Regions from separate parts of the Pan troglodytes genome. Here region 2 is linked to region 1. A link is a contact called in public Hi-C data. All regions are on one chromosome and are shown on one strand. Each heading gives the region's core, a stretch centred on a gene start, on an enhancer-like site or on the middle of the called end of the contact. The rest is flanking DNA. Distances are from core to core; before and after follow the strand shown.

Region 1 (3,009 bases), core at 380-2,879:
TAAAATAGTTTTAATGGTATATTTTAATTCATTATTTTCCTGAAGTGGCCCTAATATATTTTAAGATGTACAAAATTTTAAAATGTCAGAAGACCAAATTAATCTACATTTGTTACCTGTCTCCCATGAGACACTGGGTGCTTATGTTTATTTGATAAAACTTTATCCCTGGACACAACAATATCCTTTAACATCCTAGAATGTAAGGGTAGAAAAGGAACTATCAGTCCTTAATGTTAATGAAGAAAGTGCGGCAGAGAAAGGCCGTGGTTTCTGCAAGGTGGCACAGAAAAGTACAGTGAAGACATAATTAAAACTCAAATTTCTTTATCTTCTAAACCCCAGCTCAGAGAGCCTTCTACTATACCACTTTGCCTCACTAGTGAACTAAGAACCATTTCCCCCAACACTAGTAACTCACTCTAACCATGCCAAGTCACTGCAACACCTTGCTTGCATCTGCAAATTTATATCTATGTCTACATCAGAACCTCAGAAAATATGTTCATAGCTGAGACATTTTGCTCAAGACGAAATACAGTTTTATAGTCTATTAATTGTTGGTCCAAGAAAACAGATTACCTCCAGTTGTATGTGGGTACCTTAATGAGTAGGACAAGTGTCAGGGTGTGTGACAGAATTGCCTGAGTATGGAAGGTAGCAGTGAGAGTCTCCACAAAAATATTAATACTTTCCTATAGAGAAAGCCCCTTTTAAAGTGGGAGCCTTTATTAAAGTCCAGAGTTAAAAAGTAAGCTCTTTAACGTTGAGATTATAGACTTTTAGAAAGTTCATTTATGCCATGTTTCAGGCCTATGCTAAATTCTACGGCAAAAAGACCTGTAAATGCACCGGAGCTGACAGCCTGGGTCCTGGAACCCTTCCCCACGCTGCTACTACGGGGCACACTTTCTATAATACAACCCCCCGAATGAAAACACTAATGCAAGCCTGGCCCCACAAAAACCTAGATAATGCTTACGTTGAAGACGACAGGTTTTTCGCTTTTGTTTTCGGTTGAGGACTTACTACCACAAAAACACATCCGACCTGTACTAGAATAGGTGTGTGAGGGAGCGGGAAAAGCTCGGGTCATTTTAACTGGACTAGAAAGGAACACAGCGATCCCCTCACTAAACTTGTCGCCAAGTTCCCTCCTCGTCATCCCAGGGTGCGGGAAAAACCCCCTCCCGCCCCGGGGCCCCGGCAGCACTAGGGGACGCCAGCACGCCGGGCTCCTTCCCACCCGCGAACCGCGCTCCCCGCAGGGCGGGCCGGGGCGGGGAAAAAGGAGCTCGACGCGAAGGACCGCGGGCGGCCTGGGAAGGGAGGAGGGAGACTTGGGAGGCTGCCGGGCGGTTTTATTGTTTCCTTTCGCCCTCCTCCTCCCGCGCCTCGGCCCCAGCGTCACTGGAAAGCCGCCCGAGCCGCCCGGCGGCAGGTTATTTATAGCGCGGGCTGCGCGCGCGTCACGGGGCCCGGCCCGGCTGACGGGGCCGCTGACGCGCTTGGCCGCGGGGCCGAGTCCGCGGGGCTGCGCGCCGGACGCCGGCGACAATGGGCTTCTGTGTGCAGCTGCCGCCGCCGCCGGGGGCCGGGGGCCGGGGGCCGGGGGAGGGGGGCGGGCGACTCCCCGGCTCCCTTCTTGGTCGGCCGCGACCCCCCGAAAGGTAACAGGCCTCTTTCGCCCCCGGCCAGGACCTGGGCCCTGTGGGCTTTTTTTTTTTTTTTTCTATTTTATCAGTAAGTTCCCCTTGTCCCAGCCTCCGCTTTCACTTCCCGCGTTCCCTTTACCCCAAAAACCGCCCCAACATGTCCAGAGAGGGGCATCTACCCAGCCGCCCAGCCAGGGGCGACCACTTTGTGAGCCCCGGGGAGCGGGACCCGTACCAGGCGCGCCCAGCGGGGGATGCGGTGACCAAGGGGCCGGGAGCGCCGGGCAGGTAACGTATCCTGGACCTAGAGTCGGGGGACTTTGTTTGGGGCGGGAGGAGCGGAACAGGGGTGGGTGTGAACGCCGGACGGCCCTTCCGGGACTCTTGTCCCCCCTCCTTCGCCCCACTCGCCTGCGCGCTGGAAGCCAATCTGGGTGTGTAGCGCGAAGAGCGAAAGAGAAACTTCTCCTGCGTGACTGACTAGACGAGGCTCCTCCCGAGAAGCCGAGATAATAGAGGCCCCCTCTCCCGCCGCCCGCCTTTTTCTCCTCCCCCGGCCGCTCCCTCCTGTCGCCCCACCCCTCGAAGGCTGCGGACCAGCCCCCCACACTTCCCCCTACACCTCTGGCGGGTTCGCGCCGTGGACGCCCCCGCCCTGCGGGAGGAGGGGCTGGCGCGGATTTTAGGGACTTCCTGGGATGCGGAGATCGGCTCTGAACCATCCCCTTTCTGCTGCCCGGAGCTGGGGAAGCTCGCTGTGGAGCGTCTTGCACGTGGCAGGCAGGCAGAGAACTTGCTGCACCTTCTAGGAAATTGCAATCGATTTGTAATGCACTTTCGCTAATTGGGAGTTCAAAATTAAACTTTAATAAAGCATTCGTGTCGTCTCGTCTAATTGTGAAAGCTTCCATCCGTCCTGGTAGATAGACTGTAAGTCTCAAGTTAATGGCGCTAAGCTAGATTTTCCCCCCAAGTACAATTCCGTCAGCCGTCGTCGGCGCAGCTGGATTTCCGTAAGGTACAGATGTTGCTAATGACAGCTTAAGCACGGATGGGCAGATAGCATACGGAATGCAACATGTTGCCATATGGTTCCTTTAGCCTTTCACCTCCAGGGATATCAATCACATATATTCTGGGAGGAACTTAATGACTCTCTGAACAGCAAAATGAATTACCTGGTACAATTTATATCCCTTGACCTGATACGTTATAACAACAGGAAGATAGCATCTCGCAATTTCTGTGGTATAAATTGAGCTACAGAGCTACATTTAAAATTCTACATCTATTTGTAGTTTAAGGGGCCCTGTCATATTCTGGCTGTAAAATCTGTTTCTGTATTGCCCATCTC
Region 2 (2,700 bases), core at 182-2,681, 550 kb before region 1:
AGCGCTGATAGCATTAACCGACTTAAGGTTTTCTAAATTGATTGCAAAAGATCTCAAAAGAGTTTTTCAGAATTTTTATGTAATTCAATGTCCTGGTATAGTAAGTGATTCCAGCATTGTTTTGGCAAATGAATACTCTGAAGAAAATGTGACCTAAACATTAAACTCTTAAGTCCTGTCAAACCCTACTCTGAAAATAATGATAGCATATACATAATGATCCAGGTATTCCAAATCACAGAATGAAAAGAAGAAGAAAAATCAGTTTACAAATACAAATCTGAGTTACCTTTCCTACTCCAGGACTGTAATTATTTATTTTACAGTTATATTTTCACTTGCAGAAACTCGTTGCTCTTTACTAGTATTTTATTTAGGGAGAATAAATTAAATGCTAAAGAATGGACCATAATGCTAACTTCCTTTCATGAAGTAGAATTTTTCTCAAACTATTGAGGAAAAGAAGATGAACTTGCTTTGTCCTCGTCCCTGAAAGGACTGTGATCATTAAAGGGAACTGATAACTTCCTTCAAATATGTTTAGCCCGTAAGCTAGCAAAGGTGACTAGCAGGAATGGTGATTAATTTCCTAGTCAGGAAGAGAAAAATATAATAAATAATCTTCTAAACTGGTTCAATGAATCTGCATTTGCACTAGACACTCCTAAGTTCCAGAAGTATCACGTAGAAAAATCCCGTAACACGGATCCAGCGAGAGAAGGACTCTAACTTGGAAAACAGAGAGGAAATTAGAGATGGAGACAAGCCTGAAATTAGTATTATTTAAAGAGTGCCGTTGGCACCTACAGCATGAATAAAAGTAATTAGTTTAACATTGTGTCTCGTCCTGACAGTTTTCTTTTTCTTTTTTGATGCAATCAAGCCCCTTTCCTTCACTGTCCTAAATCATCGCAGGCTTCATTAGAGCCACAAAGCACAAACTGCTGGGGACGTCTTTTCTGCGGGATACGGCTCTTTATTCAGTGACTTCCGCTCAGACTGCAGACTGCCTGCGTATTTAAGCACTGGGGACTCAAAAAGAACTAGCTCCTGTTTTATTTGTTCACATTCCGAGTGCTACATGATTCTGATTACAACGCAGACGGCTTGAAGCAGTCAAGGATAAATACAAGGGTTAAATAATCCAGCAGTCACTGAAACTGGACCCCAGAAAGACTGAGTCTAAAAGCTTCTTTGTTAGCCTGTCACTTCAAGTGTCTTTACTCTGTATGCAAATTCCGTCCACCTTACAGGTATATAGGTGAACTCTTTCCCTCTCTGCGGTTTTAGTTTGTGTCATTTTTCTTGATGTGGAAAATGTCTGTGTCCTGAAGAAATGCTTTCACCTGCAAGTGAGGTAAACACATTGTACACTGTTTTACCAAAAGAGGGCAATGTTGCTGTTCAGAATTTCCTCATTCTGTTCCCCAGGACCTGTTCTCTAGAACGGTAAATAATCTTTGCTGTCTCTTCCCTTTCACCATATACAAGTTTCCACATGTCTATGCGCTCTGTAGTTAATCAGGACTTTGTAACTATCTGTCTTACCTATTAACTGCATCCACTCCCAAATTGTTTAAAGGTTAACACATTTCACTCCATGCATGACTGGCACACATGAGCAAAGTGCTGTCTCTGAAATTCTAAATCCTTTTCCATTTGCCAATGATAGGCAGGAGGAGAAACAACCTGCTTTAGGAAATATTGAAAGATATTTTTACTATGTCCCTATTCTCAAATATTCAATCAGTGTATTATCGAACTCTGGTTCTCCTAGGTAACCAAACTAAGAACACAAGGGAGGAAACACAGTGTTCATTTTGGGGGAATTTACTTCACAGTTATTCATCATCTTATTAGTTAAAACATGCTTCAAAACTAATACCAGGATATTGATAATAATCTTGATAACTGGCATTCAATTTCTTTTGTGGAGAGTCAGGGAATGAATGCTGCATGATATGATTTTAAATGATATAACCCAGTGTGAATTCAGGACTTTATGTAAGAGTTTTCTTTAGGAGACTCTAAATTAGTGATCTGCCTTTTCTTTAAGATGTTGCATTTTCCCCCTTGGCAGCTTATTGTACTTTAATAGGTTATTTCCACCTATTTTTCATTCCTTAAAGAATTGTAATCCAGTTGTTTTCTGGAAAGCGCAATTTAGATTTTCAATGGAAGGTTTGTTTGAGTAGCAGAATTCTTGGCATTTTTTTTTTTTTTTTGTCAAAGAAGAAACACTCTCAGTCTATGGAGTGTTTCTTTTGCTCTCTGAAGCAACTGGCAATGTAGCTGGACTACCAAAGGAGTGCTATCAGAGCAAACTACTCTTGCATTTAAAAAGCCTACTAGCCTATTTTTTTTTTTTACAAATATATGTGTGTATATATATGTGTATATACATATGTGTGTGTACCTATAAATGTGTGTATGCACACACACACTGCTATTTCCGTCTTTTTTTTTTTTTTAGTACTGACTCATATTTGAAGTTCATTAAAAGGAAATAACTGTAGGCAATTTTGAGCATTAAGCATTTCCTAGGGACTGCAACTAGGTGTTTTATCAGAACCAACAGTCTGAAAATATGAAAACTACAGTCACTAAAATTAAAAATACATTAACAGGGAAAAGAATTTGGTGTGGAGTGGCAAATCCTTAGAGCAGGGGATAGTCTTTGATGGGCTTCTTGGTTCTTTC

What was found. A called contact is a pair of places that touch in the nucleus more often than the background predicts.
Region 2: a contact with region 1 is called in a Hi-C map of stem cell-derived neural progenitor cells, with 2.3 times the contacts expected there. The contact joins the enhancer-like site here to the promoter of NR4A2 in region 1. A contact is called at or near these places in 2 of 7 Hi-C or Micro-C datasets (induced pluripotent stem cells and stem cell-derived neural progenitor cells) and 1 of 1 datasets of contacts at active chromatin or transcription factors (stem cell-derived excitatory neurons).

What each region holds. Positions count from the first base shown.
Region 1 is chr13:58,359,264-58,362,272 of NHGRI_mPanTro3-v2.0_pri, reverse strand. NR4A2 (nuclear receptor subfamily 4 group A member 2) reads left to right here and starts at 1,629. Exons shown (of 8, transcript XM_016949834.3): 1 at 1,629-3,009.
Region 2 is chr13:58,909,127-58,911,826 of NHGRI_mPanTro3-v2.0_pri, reverse strand. No RefSeq gene overlaps it. Among named protein-coding and RNA genes, the nearest start is that of GALNT5, 370 kb to the left of the region's middle. Within about 2 kb of position 1,431, at least 3 of the 24 cell types and tissues checked have an H3K27ac peak or open chromatin away from gene starts, as enhancers often do. A contact at or near this core is called in stem cell-derived neural progenitor cells, where this site is marked.